Linked DNA regions of Rattus norvegicus: region 1 is linked to region 2. The links are chromatin contacts, called in public Hi-C maps. All regions are on one chromosome and are shown on one strand. Each heading gives the region's core, a stretch centred on a gene start, on an enhancer-like site or on the middle of the called end of the contact. The rest is flanking DNA. Distances are from core to core; before and after follow the strand shown.

The links. A called contact is a pair of places that touch in the nucleus more often than the background predicts.
Region 1: a contact with region 2 is called in a Hi-C map of psoas muscle, with 2.5 times the contacts expected there. The contact joins the enhancer-like site here to the promoter of Npas2 in region 2. A contact is called at or near these places in 9 of 12 Hi-C or Micro-C datasets (the A7r5 cell line, the Rat2 cell line, Schwann cells and 6 more).

Annotation. Positions count from the first base shown.
Region 1 is chr9:49,095,742-49,102,399 of GRCr8, reverse strand. Npas2 (neuronal PAS domain protein 2) reads right to left here. Exons shown (of 21, transcript NM_001108214.3): 8 at 4,509-4,627; 9 at 3,710-3,792; 10 at 2,893-2,999; 11 at 649-796. Among named protein-coding and RNA genes, the nearest start is that of Rpl31, 44 kb to the left of the region's middle. Within about 2 kb of position 1,334, at least 11 of the 93 cell types and tissues checked have an H3K27ac peak or open chromatin away from gene starts, as enhancers often do. A contact at or near this core is called in prefrontal cortex, where this site is marked.
Region 2 is chr9:48,954,580-48,961,386 of GRCr8, reverse strand. Npas2 (neuronal PAS domain protein 2) reads right to left here and starts at 1,822. Exons shown (of 21, transcript NM_001108214.3): 1 at 1,300-1,822.

The DNA.
Region 1 (6,658 bases), core at 85-2,584, 140 kb before region 2:
CAGCCTCTGACCAACTTGTTTTCTTGGTGTTTCTGTGCTGGGAATGGAGGGAGAATGACCACTTCCCTTCACCTCTTAGGGTTGGGAACCCACCCAGTTACATCTATGCTATGCTGGATATATTATTATCCTTTGACTCTCTGCTTATCTGCCCTGAACTGTGGGCTCCCTAAGGCTGCTAGGGACCAGTTTCCTAGAGGCAGCCCAGCTGTTCTCTTAATGTTACCTAGTTGCCAGCATGGTTTTTTTTAAGACTTAAAGAAAAAAAAAAGAAGTATGCGTTTGAGTTATTTGGTGGCAACATTTTAATTTTCCTCTCAAAAACAGCAACAAGGAAAAGCTGGGGGTTGGATAGGGATGAGGGAAAAATATGTAAGTAGGTCACCGAAGCAGGAACTTAGTAAGTAATATCCTGGCAGCTTTCAAAGGGCCTTGACTGAAAGCTCAAGGAAGTCCCAGGCCTGGAGGAGAGTGGGTGTGTACCTGGGCAGGGACTGAGTTCTGTCTATCCAGCTTGCTGCAGATGCCAGACAGAGTCTCTCCTCTCATACAGGGCATACTTAAGGTGGTCCCTGGCCCTTCCCTAGGCCTGGGGGGAGCCTTGTCCACCCTCCCAGGCACCTCCCAGAGGCCCAGGCTGCTCAGTACCTGACCACCGAGTGTGTGCACACGATGAACTCGGGCTTGGAGTTCCACTGGTGGTAGGTGATGTAGTAGTGGGTTTGCAACCAAATCCACTGCTGTCCTTTGGTTAGAAACCGGTAACAACACGACTTCCCTTTGCCAAACTGCATCACTAGGATGAGAAACAGCAGACTATGTAACGTGCGCTAATGTAAAAGTAGTCACTTTCCCCCAAGTAGTTACTTTTCTCCCAAGACTTTTGACTAAGATCTAGACGTTGCAGGAGGCAGCACAAATATTGCTTATTTTTCTGGTCGCATTGTACTTCAAGTGACGGTTAACATGCTATCTGATACTCTTGGGGGTTGTGGGGTCCTAGGGGTTGAGTTTGGGGCCTCTCATGCTTATTAGGCAAGTGCTTTGACTTAGTCATACTCAGTCAAACAGAAGGACTCTGAATACGGCAATCCGTCTGTTACCAAATGCAGAGGCTTAAAGAGTTCTTCTTCACAAAATGGCACACTAGGATAGATTTTTTCCTCCAGCTGTAGGCTTAAATAAAAGGAAGCCCTGGTTTCTTGGGACTCATCTTCCTGCTGGAGGTATGATGCCTTTGGAACTTCAAGAGCTGAGCAGAGGAGAGAGCATCCAGACGCTGGGAGAAGTGGAGCCAAAATAGACCTGATGACTAGCTACCGATGGACAGACTCTCCAACTGTCATCCACAGTTGAGTCTCAGCCTACACCGCTTTTAGAACAGAGTCTGGCATGGACGCCTACAGTCTAGGTCTTCCCTGCAGCTGCACAACTGCCCAGAGGCCTTGGAGTTTTGTCTGCAGATGGCTCCTTGGGGGGTGAGGGCTGGTTATCCAGGACAGAATGCATGCTAGTGGTTTATTAGCTCACGTGAGGCAGAAAGATGAATTATGGATCCGAGGAAGAAGACCAATTTGGATTTTATTACCGCAGTGCTCGCAATTTAGCATCTTGTAATAAAAACAGTGGTGAGGAATCTTACCTAGGGAAGTGGAGCTAGCAAAGGGAACCATGGCCTCAAAAATGCAGTTCTGAGCAGGGAGGGCTCGCAGAATGGACGTGTGCACTCTACAAAGCAAGCACATCTTCTGTGCTAGCAGCGTCAGAGGCAGCCAGAGGTTTAAAGCAGACATGCTTCTCATATCTGAATGTGCATACCAACCGAGTTGGAGGGGCTGTGAAAATGGATTTTCCCCTCCCTGATCCCTGATGGTGGGAGCTCGAGAGTCTACAGCCGTAGCTAATCTGGTGCTTATGCGGCTGGCCTAAGCTACATTTTGAGAATGTTATGAGAAGGGGTGAAGGTTAAGGTGAACTTTACATCCTAATAGATCTTAGCTGCAGTTCCAGCATGCTCCTCCGTCAACAGGGACAGCACAGAGAAGAAAGTCCAAACAGCTCCTAAAGGTAAGGCATCTACTGAAGACCATTGCCCATGGACCATTTATCAGAATCGAAATTATGGAAACTGTTTTTACTCAAAGCTGAGCACTGGTGCCGAAAATATGCCTCCGAGTGGTTGTTTCTTCTTGTGAATGAGAACTGGAAAAGCTTGTAATTCTTGCTTTCCCAGGGCATGGGGCGGACCCTAAATGCTTCCCAGAGTGCTTCCCTCTTCTGTGGCACAGAGCCTTCTCCGACTTTTCCTTCAGCGCTGGAGGGGCCCTCTGATCCCCTCAAGAATCTCCACATACCCCTTCTGTACTGGACTCTGCCCTAGAGGGCAGCCATGAGATAGATGCTGGCTGCAGTTAAGAGCATCTTTTGAGTGAATGTCCAAAAGAACTTTTACCGGGAAACTCAAGCTACAAAGCCACTACCTGGAGAATGTTATATTTGAGGAGGACAGGAGATGAACCTTAGCCTTGTAGTCAGCCGCCAATGTCTGACTGGTGACTCAAGAACAGGCAGGGCATTTGGTATTTTGTCTTTCAAGTGCATTCTACAGCCTAAAAGAAAGTCTAGCCCCACCTTAATTTTTTTATTAGGATTAATAAGCATGACTTTCTGGATGATCATGGGATGTTGCTGGGGATTTGGGCAATATCAATTCCAAGTTGGAGCCATAGGGCTCAGTGTAGGAAAGAATCCCATTAGCCCCTTACAATTACTGCATGGGACACCATGCCTGAGCCACCCTGGCAAGCAGGCTCCCAGAGGCACAGAATCCTGCCGTTGGGCTCTTGAGAAGCAAAAACAAAGCTCCTGGTTGGGCTGGTGAGTGGTACTTACAGTGCTGGTGGCACCTGGCCAGGAGCTCCAGGTCATCAATGTGGTAGTAGTCATAGCCTGACGTGCCAAGTACTTCAAAGGGCAGGTATCCTATGATTGGAGGGGCTCTGCGGGGAGACACGGGGAACTCTTCACGCACAACTCACAAGCTGGTTGTAACACTCAGTTGGCTTGCTTAGTTGTTTCCACGGAGGCCTCATTTATCAAGAACGGGGGGGGGGGCAGAGAAACAGCAATGTAACAATGTAACAACAGTTAGGGCCAGAGAGCCTGCGTTTATAAAGAAACCATTTGTTTCAGCATCTAGGCACTTTATTCCTTCGGATAACCTGGCCCGGGTGGTAATAAGAACGTCTAGAACTGAAGAATTTAAAACAGCTGGAGACTGATCCAGCCCAATGCCCCAAATTAAAGGGTGGGGAAGGGTGGTTGCTTGTTCATCAGCTGGGAACGATGCTGTGGAGGAAAGTTGAAAAATTGGGCTTAAGGATCAAAGGGCAGTGAAGGAAATTAAGAGAATTTCTCTCCCCACTTTTTTTTTTCCAATTGGGAAATAGAAACTGCCTAAATTGGGACCATCCCAAAGGCATCTTGGGACTAAGGCATCACTATGAACACGGGACCTGACCACAAGTGGGGCAGGCACAAGGATGTCAGGGTATCGACCTTCCCCTCAGCTGGGAACAAGGGTTTGTACTGCCAAGGAGGCCTTCCCTGTCATGGACCAGGCTGGACTTTATTCTCCCAAGCGGAGCCTGGCTCATGCAAACAACACTTGAAGAGGACCCAACTCAAATATGTTTTTCTTCTCACAAACCTGTGATCCAGAAATAAAAATTTCCATTCCAAGCTATGCCTCGAAGTGAATTCCTCTAAAGGTTCGTCAGCTACACACATTTCCTGTGTTGGAAAAGGAGGAGGAGGAGGAGGAAGAAGGAACAAAAGGCAGAACATTGCTGGGGTGCCAGATGCTCACCCTAGGTTGGTTCATAAGGAACGAATGAGCGATGGGTAACAAGTTAAAATTGTTCTGAGACAGTCTCCAAATAGTGCTGCACCAATCACGTGCAGCTAATTTCCCTATTAGCTCATCCTCAATTCTTTTCACAAATTGGGGAAAGGACCTAGGAGCCAAACAGTGCCCCGCCCCTCCCCCCTTCCGGTTATCTGGAATCGTGGAAAGCATGTGGAGATGGCTTTTCATCTGAATCTGAATTACTAATTTAATTCCCTCCACATTTGTACCAGTGATGTGAGTTGGGACCACAAAAGGGAAATACAATCAATGCTCTGTTTTTTGGTTTGTGGGTTTTTTTTTTTTTTTTTGACTCACAGTCTGAGTCACACCTACTCTGTGCATAGCGGTAGTGCAACCACTCGAAGCCTGCAGTTAGCCACCAACCTCTCCGTGGACCTATCAGCAATGGGTGCTTCCTTCAAACCAAATAACCCGCAGGACCCCTGGGCTGGGGATGGGGCCACGGGGGCAGGCACAGAAACTAGACATTTAGAGTTTCTTAAACTAATTTTAAAAACTAACTTCACTGCAGTTTTATTCCCTTCCAAGGTGACATCGGTGGTCTAGGTCCCCCATGACATCACTGTCAGGGACTTGCCTTTAAGAACTGTGGTGTTGCCAGGCGCACCGTGGCGATGAAGCAGACCTCCTTCCCCAGGGGCACGCGGCAGGGTCTTGAAAGGGTGTTGTCAAAGCCATTACAGGAGGGGCTAGGCACTGAGAGGAGGAAGACACACACAGGTTAGCCCTGCTTTGTGACACTAGCTAACCCTTACCCGACACTTCCTACTTTTGGGTATTTTTGTATCCTAACTTGCTCTGTTTTTACAACAACCCTATGATCAAGGTACGCCTGTTATTCTCACGGCACAGACAAGGAAACAGAGGCACTTGTTTTAGGCCATCTTTCTAGAGGCTGACCTGGGAATCTGGTCCATGGCAGTAGCCACCATACCTTCTCTTCTACAAGCTCTTTGAGATTTCCTTCTTGTGTTGGGGAACTGCTCTATAACGCAGGGCCTCCTTCTACAGCAGTGGTTCTAACCTTTGGAATGCTGCCGACCCTTTCATACAGTTCTTCATGTTGTGGTGTCCCCTGAACCATAAAATTATTTCATCGTTACTTCATAACTGTAATCTTGCTGCTGTTATGAGTTGTAACGCAAATATCTGATATGCAGGAGATCTTTTGTGCAATCCTTGTGAAAGGGTTGTTTGACACAGGTTGAGAACTGCCGGTCTATGGGGGGGGGGGTCTAGACAGTTTGCCTCTGCTGATGTTCTAAGGGTAAATTTCACGGTCCGACTGTTTCCATTACAGTTTTTTTTCCCATGAGGAAAAAAAACCCGATGTCTTCTCAAGCATGATGTGATCTCTCTGTCTCAAACCTCATCTCAGGGAGTCTGGGATGAGAGAAGTGCTGGCTGGGCCTCTGAGGCGGTATCTGTGGGATGTAGGTAGTTATGGCTTGGAACTTGGATGCCCTACAAATACCTGTGTGGTAAAGCCTCAGTTTCCAGTTTGGCGCTGCCGGGAGGTGGTCGAACCTCTGAGAGGTGGCACTTAGTGGGCCTTTCTTGGCTCCTGGGGGGTCTGCCTTTTATCCATGCTGTCTCTTTCCCAGCCACGTATTAAGCAACTCTGGGGAAACTGAGGCCTGAAAAAAATCACTCAGAGGGAAGCTAACGGAGTGAGTGCCCTACTGGTCTTTGTCTGAGCCTAGGTTCTCAGGGGCTAAAGGGCTTGGGTTTAAATTCATGGCCACCAATGTGTTTACACTGGGCTCCCAGAGCGCCCGAAAGGTACCACTCGGCATCAGTGGAGTCCCTTCCTGGAGGCGACCAGACCTTTCTTCAGGGTGACTGTGGAGAACTAAGTGACATTCTGGGCCAGGAAAAAAAAATCTATTATCTTGACTGAATTTGGCAAAGAAAGAACCCAGTTAAATATGAAAATAACCAAGTTGGCGAATCCACAGAATCCGCAAATTCCAACGTCTGGCTGGCTCCTCTAGAACCTCTGGTTTGGCTACTTGGGCCCTGTCCAGATCACATAATTTAGGCATGGGTACTTTCCAGAGCTCCACTAGCTAACCATAAGCCAGGGCCAAGGATCTCCAGAACAGAGGACCATACAACCTTTTCTTTAAAAATTATGACTGGTTACAGTTGGCTCTTTACAACTGAGACTTCTGAATCTGCAAAATAGACCAACTATGATCCCATATATTTGAAAACATCTGAAAGAAGCCACTAGATATTTATTGAACACACACACACACACACACACACACACACACACACACACCCCTTTTCAACATCATAGTCTCCTAAGGAATTCAGTAAAAACGTAGCATTTACATTGTGCTAGGCACTGTAAGTAAACTAGAGATAATTTAAAATATATGGGGTGTGTGGGTGCTATGGAAATACCACACCGTTTTACACAAGGGACCCAACCAGCCATGGCTCTCGGCATGTCTGAGGGCCTGGGAACACCCCCCCACCCAGTGGACAGCGACGGAGACCATTCAACCTGTGCTTTCTGTACTCCCAGATTTCGGTATTATTATGCTTTCCAATTTAACCAAAAGCATATGGGCCATCGGAAAACCCAAGGCATTTAAAATGAAATCTGCAGGATTATAGTTTAGCTTTCCAATCACTTTTTTTTTTTTTTGGTTTTCTATATTTATAGGTTTGTAAATGATTCTATAATGTGGTCTGCTCTCCACTAACTTGAATAAA
Region 2 (6,807 bases), core at 573-3,072:
AAATTCAACACCATTGGCTCTTGCAATGGAGAAATAGCTACTTTTATAGGTTACCAAGACCTAAGAAAGAAGCTCCCCGAAGATGGATTTAAATCGTGACTTGTTTTTACTGGTTTCACTGTTTGCTTGTTTGTTTGTTTTGTTTTTCATCATGAAACAGCTAGAAATGTTAAGCAGAGACCAAATTGTTACAAACAACTAAGTACGTTCTTTTTAAAAAAACATAATTTTCTATATAAAGGTCATCTCTTCAGTTACCACATAAACATCTATTCTACCAGGAAAACTTCCTGTTAACGCACTAATTGTAAATGTCTCACTCCATTCTCTGGGCATGTCTAATTCTTGGGTGTGCGTATGTAACATTTTATTAATAACGTGCTTTCTTTAGGGTATATCCTTTCCCACTCCTCAAGATGGAACTCTAGGGAGTTGTTGGAATAAAACACTTTTTTTTCACGTCTGCACAGTGGGATGACCTGCAAATAGAGGTATGGGTTTCTGAGGGGAAATGGAAAAAAAAAAAAAGACTGCTGGGAAATGCCAATTCTTCAACTGGTTCATATTTGTCTGTATAAAAATTTTTGCTCTGCAAAATAGTGGCCCAGATCGCAATATCTCTTTTAAAAACAGGATTGTATTTATTTAGGGGTTATTTAAAAAAAAAAAGATTGGAGGTTATTTCTGGCAACATTTTCCTTCAGAGAAATTTTAGCTGCAGGAAGGAAGATCAAGCCAGTATTTGCTCTTGAGTGTGAAGGGTGCCTTCCAGGGCTGGCTGTTTTTCATGCGAGCCACAATTAGTTGGCCAGTTCGCTGGATGGGGACTTCACTGTGGGAGAGAGACATGAAGGTGTTGACAGAGCTGAGTCCTGCTAGGAACTGCTTCAGGACTAACTAACTACCTGGAAAGTCCAAATGGGAAATCTCTCCCATTAAAGAAAACCCTATTAAGGATAACAGAGTCCTAATGATTGAGACAGACTAGCAGTCTCTGCCGACTCAGTTAATAACTACTCAATATTCACCTGTAAAGAAGCAAGCTAACCGTGAACACGGGCGGATCCTAGCGCAGTGGGTAGTGAAAAAAAGCCTAAGGTGGGGCTTCTAGGACCCTTGCAACACCTGTTGAGCGCTACAGCCTACAACTTTAGGAACTAAAGGCTCCCGGGTTTAACCTTAGGAGTTTCTAGAGTCCCTGGAAATGCGCGTGTATACTTAAGGTTTCCATCTTGCTTCGTCAACAAAACTGGTTACTAATTATTTATGAACCACAGAGCTGAAAACAAACTTTCTTACCTTAAGCAGTAAGGAGAGGCGGGCAGAGGGAAGAGGCTGGCTTTGAATTGAGCCTCTTGGTACCTGTCCCTGCCCTCTGCTTTCCACCCTAAGTCGCTTTTTAGAAAAGTCAAGGGTGCACCCCTCCTCTACTTGGGGAGGGGGCACACCTCCCACTAAAACAGTGCTCTAGCATCCAACCCGGGGAGTCCCAGGAGCTGTCTAAGCACAAAGATCCGGCTTTCAATCCGGCCCTAAGCCAAGTCAGACCCAGGAACGCAGTGACACCAGGGCCACGGCCGGGCAACCACACTCGCTAGGCGTCCCAGGCTTCCAAGGTTCAGGATGCATGCGGTGGAGCTCTGGAAGGGCTGCGGGCAATCTTCAAAGATTCTGTCCGGGCACGCAGCACTCATCTAGCACCCTCCGAGCACCCCCGAATCCCGAGGTTCGGGGTGCCTAGTCCTCTCCCTTGGTGAGTGGCTCCGGGAGCCCACCGTCGGTCTGGCTGCAGCGGTCGACAGGACCCGATGCCTGGGGCGGCAGGACCTGAAGTGCGCAGGACTCACCTCCCTGTGCCCCAACCCCCGGGTGCTTGCGCTGCGCAGCCTCGCGCGGTGTCGCGCCCGAGCGTCCCTCCCTGCCCCGCGCGTCCCCAGTGCTAGCGAGCAGGTGACCAGAGCCGCGAGCCACGCGCACGTATTCCCACCCGAGATCGCGCGTCCCCAGACGCGGTGGCCTCTTACCTCCGAGCGGGCCGGGGCGGCCCCGCCAGGCCGGGCACCGACTGGGCCGGGGAGACGCGCCTCCCGCCGCCGCGGGGAGCCGGGCGGCAGGCGGGCTCAGGGAGCTTTTCCCGGGCGGCGGCGGGAGGCGCTGCTCTCGCCGCTGCCGCCGGGGTCTCGGGGCTCCGCGGACGCTGCGCGGGTCCCTCGGGTCCTGCGGGAAAGCCCGCCGCTCGCGCCGCAAACTCTTGGGCGCGCAGAGCCGGGGACCGCTGCCGCCTCCCCGCCCCGCTGCCGCCTCCTCCTCCTTCTCCTCCCTCTCCTCCTCCTCCCGCTCCCCTTCCTCCTCCTCTTCTTCCTCCTAAGCCTCGAGGCTCCCGCGGCTACCGGCTCCCCACCCCCCCACCCCAGGGTCCAAACCCAGTGTGAGCCGTGCACTCAGAGCTTGCCGCAGGGACGCGGACCCTGCGACCCCCGGCGACTCTCCGCGGTGCAGACACCCGTGCGTCCCCAGGGCCTCTGCGAGTCCTACGAGGCTGCTTGGGTGGTGGTAGGGAGATCGAAGTGGGGGTCCGGCCAATATGGTCCGGACTGGGCGCGGTGGAAGAGGGGAGGTTGTGCTTAGCGCAGACCTGGGAAAAGGACCGGGGTCCCGCTAAAGTTGTCACTGGCGGCTGGGGTTGGGGGCGGGTAGCAAAGAATCCCGTGCCCCGGCTTAATGGAACCATCGAAGTGCCCACTGCAACTGTGCTGTCACTGAGTGGGGATGTTTGCTAGAACGTGGCTGTCTCGTCCCCCTTGCCCACGCCGACCTCTAAGGGCAGGCCTATACGCTTCCGTGACTCAGGCCACTGGGGACATGGGTGAGTGAGGGGACACCAGGTGAGACGAGGGGTCCTGGGACGTGAGACAGAACGCTGTTCGTGGAAGTCAGCAGCGGTTGCTAGGGAGGAATAGTCGGCGCCTCCTCTGGGGCGAGCTTAGCTTGTCCGGAAAATGGGTCAAGGATCGGCAAGAACCCGCTAAATGTCCCCTTGTAACCCTAGGGCTGCAGGTCGGGGGCTGCGGCCAGGAGGCGCCCTCGGAGCAGCGCTGGGCCTCTCCCTCCCCGCCCCCACTGCCCTCTCTCCTTTTGCACCAGTGCAGGAAATGTTCCACTGACCTACATATTTTTCCAAACATACGTGACCTTTTTTTTTTCCTGTGGGAGGAGACAGGCGAGAATCCAAGAAAAAGAGAAGCTGTAGAGAGCGGCGTGCGCAAGAACACAGGGAGCCTTTTTACCAAGCTTCTGCAAAACCCTAGCCAAGACAGATGTGCAGACAGGGTTCGGGGAACCGGGGCCTGCTGTTAGACACACTGAGGGGGTTCTGAGCGTGAATGGGGTGATGGGGGAGCCTGCTAGCCCTGCGGAAGAGCTCAAAGGTGGCACCCAAACCCACAACAACCCTGCACTCCGTGGCGGAGATCATGGCGGGCAGGCACCTGGCTAGACCAGCCCAAAGAGGGGAGCCACGTTCCCCGCACTAGGCGCACAAAGATCCCCTGCTCCCTGACACCGCAGGGGTTCAATTCCTGGGGCACGGCTCTGTCTTGGCAGCTCTCCCTGGTCCTTCTAGATCTCACATTCCAGCAAGTGGTCTCAACAAGGAAAGAGCTCCCACTGGCTCCTGGTTCGTCCCCCCCCCCCCCCCGAAAGGGTTCTCTAGAGCTCCTGAGGTTTTAGTCCCATGAGCTAGCCTGATGGTGTTCAAGGCCTGGATTTCTCCTCTCCAGTGCAAACCGGGCCAGCACCAGAGGCTCCTTATTTGGACCTGCAACCCTACACACCGTCAATTAGATGAAAAACACTCACGGAGAACTCCCTCCCTCCCCAACCCCCAGAGTAAAGTAGGTCATTCTCTTTATTTCCCATTTGTATTATTTTTGTCTAATTCTCCTTCTGAAGAAAAAAAAAAAGCACACACACAGAACTCTGAGCCTCCTACAAACCCTGAAGTTCTCGGGCTCGCTTGCTTCTGACTTCAAGGTTTTTGAGGAAAGAGAAGGCTGACTGACCCCTTGTTAGTTTGGAGTTCCCTTTCCAACTAGAGAGGGGGGGAGTATTTTATTTTTCTTTACTTTTCTCTCTGTCCTCACGTCCTTTTCTTTTAGGAAAGCAAGCTTTAACTGTGTCTTTAAACAGTGGCTATGACTAATATCCAGTAGAGATGAAATTGTGTTTCTAACCGGATTTAATGAAGAAGTTAGAGCTCTCTCTCTCTCTCTCTCTCTCTCTCTCTCTCTCTCTCTCTCTCCCTCTCCCTCTCCCTCTCCCTCTCCCTCTCCCTCTCCCTCTCCCTCTCCCTCTCCCTCTCCCTCTCCCTCTCCCTCTCCTTTCTTTCTTTCTTTTTTTTTAAACTTTCTTTGAAAGAGATTCCAACTCCCTCTGGGGACTTGAAAACCCACTGGGATACCTTTTATTGACAAGGCCTAATAACACAGGGCTGTAGTATAACAAGTATTTTCGCCGTCTGTTCTTATTGGTTGTGAGGAGTCTTCCTGATTTTTATTCCTGTTTGTTATGGAGATGGTATGGATGCTGTGGTGATATTTATTCCAAGCCTCACCCCATCTCCGGTGTTTCTTCCCACCCAGGAGGGACTCTGAATGGAGAACAGAGTCCTCAAACAAATGTGCTTCCCCTCCCATTGCAAAGGAGAACCTCCTGCTCTTTCTGTGTGACAGCACACTTCCTTCCAGAGCCCTGTCAGAAACACTGAGAGGGTTCGTGTGCACAGGAGGTTTACAATCTGAGAGATAAACATGACCTACATAGGGTGAGTGACTGGGCGGTTCGGTTCAAAGGAGGAACTTGGAATGGGCTTCTTGGAGGAGGTGGCTGAGCCCTAGGGACTTCGCATCCACAAGATAGCAAAGTCAGGCTAGATCATCATGACGTACACATTACTTAAAGTGTGTGGCACTGATCAAACTGCATTGCTGGGTGTGGAAATTCTCACGTGGTCCTGGTCATTAACCCTTTAAAAGAGTTTGCTTTTGTTGATCAGGTCTTTCAATGGTCCCCAAGTGATCCTAGATATTTTTTCAAGAAATCAAAATGTATGGAGGATGAAAATTTTCATTAATTACCAACATTTCACAATATAAAGAAAAAGTCATCTGACAATTCCATTGGCTCTAACTGCGTGTCAAATCTGTGGCATATCCCAGTTACAAATACCCATATAATTAACTTCTTGGCATAGGGATTGGGTGGCTATTGGTGTCTGCTTTTGGTGACATGTGGTGTGGGCTACTACAGGAATTACAGCACTAGTCTACAGTATCACAGTATCAAATGGAATTGTCCCACTCTTCTAAAAATGAACAAACAAACAAACAAAAACAAAACAAAACCATCAACCCTGTCCACCCCTCCCCGTGCACTAGGCTTTTTCATTCCTTCCGTGGATTGACCTTTCCCAGAATTCCATGTGGTTGCTACAATACAGTGTGCGAGTCTTTTCAGTCCGGCTCTGTCATCTACTCAGCTGCATTTAAGTTTCATCCATGTCCTTTTCACTTCTTTTTAGCACCAAGTGATGTTCTATTGTCTAGACAGGACAGTGTTTTAGATGAAATCTCAGAAAATAATGTTTGCGGTAATGAAAGGTGACATTTATCTAATATTATGCATCAGGCATTCACATTACCTCAGTTCATCTTTAGGAGGAACCCCATAAAATAGTAATTTATGGTTTCTAGCAGCTGGATAGGGTCTCTGACTTTGAGCAGCTCAAGGTGCTCTCAGGCCACCTTGACTAGGGTGACTGTGCTTGTCTGGGCTGCTCCCACCCCACCCAACACACACACCTGTCAGTTGGTGCACAGAGACGCCATCTTTCCTTCTGTGTGAAGACTTGGCTGGCTGGTGCAGAGAGATGAAGCACCGCCAGCCACGTTACCTCAAGCGTCTCTTCTGCTCTCTCCGTTGTGTGTGTTGGTTACTGATTCTTTGGCGTGTCTTTTTTATGTACACGTGTGGGCATGTGCATAATATCCCTTTGTGTGGATATGCTATACGTGGGAAGATGACTTTGCTCTACGGGCTGCTGCGAGCCGCCTTATGTGGGTGCTGGGAACCCAACTCTAGTCTTCTCGAAGAGCACCAAGCGCTTTTAACCATCTAGCCAGCGCCAGATCAATTATGTCTTGTTTTTGTTTTTATGCGACAGGGTCTCACTATGTAGACCCCCCTGGCTGGCCTGGAACTTGCTCTATATACCAGACTTGCCTTGAACTCACAGAGATCCACCTGCCTCTGCCTCTGCCTCTGAAACGCTGAGGTTATAGGCATATATATCACCACTTCCGGCTTCTTGACTCCATTTCTAACCAGCTGTGTTCCAAGTGCTTGAAATAGAACTTTAGAACAAAGAATTGGGGTTGCCCAGAGAGTCACACTTGGTCCAGATGATAATCTTTTGAAGGAAATAAAGTCCATGGATCCGTGGGTACAGGGCAGGCTGGCATCTCAGGGCACTGTTTGGATGTTGGCAATAGGCTGACATGTGATTTTCAAACCCACTCCAGGTCTCAGCTGGGAATGGATGCAAGTTCCTCTCTATAGGGTCCTTGAGTACGGCTCAAGACTCCTTCTCTTGCTCCCAGAATAAGGGACCAGAATAGGACAGTCCAAGGAAGGTGCTTGGTTGAGCTATAACTCACAGGTCAGGGATATATCCTTTCTCACTAGCAAGATAGGAACTGTGAGTGCTCTGAGAATCCTTTAATCCCTCCCACCCACAGAGTAAGCTAACTG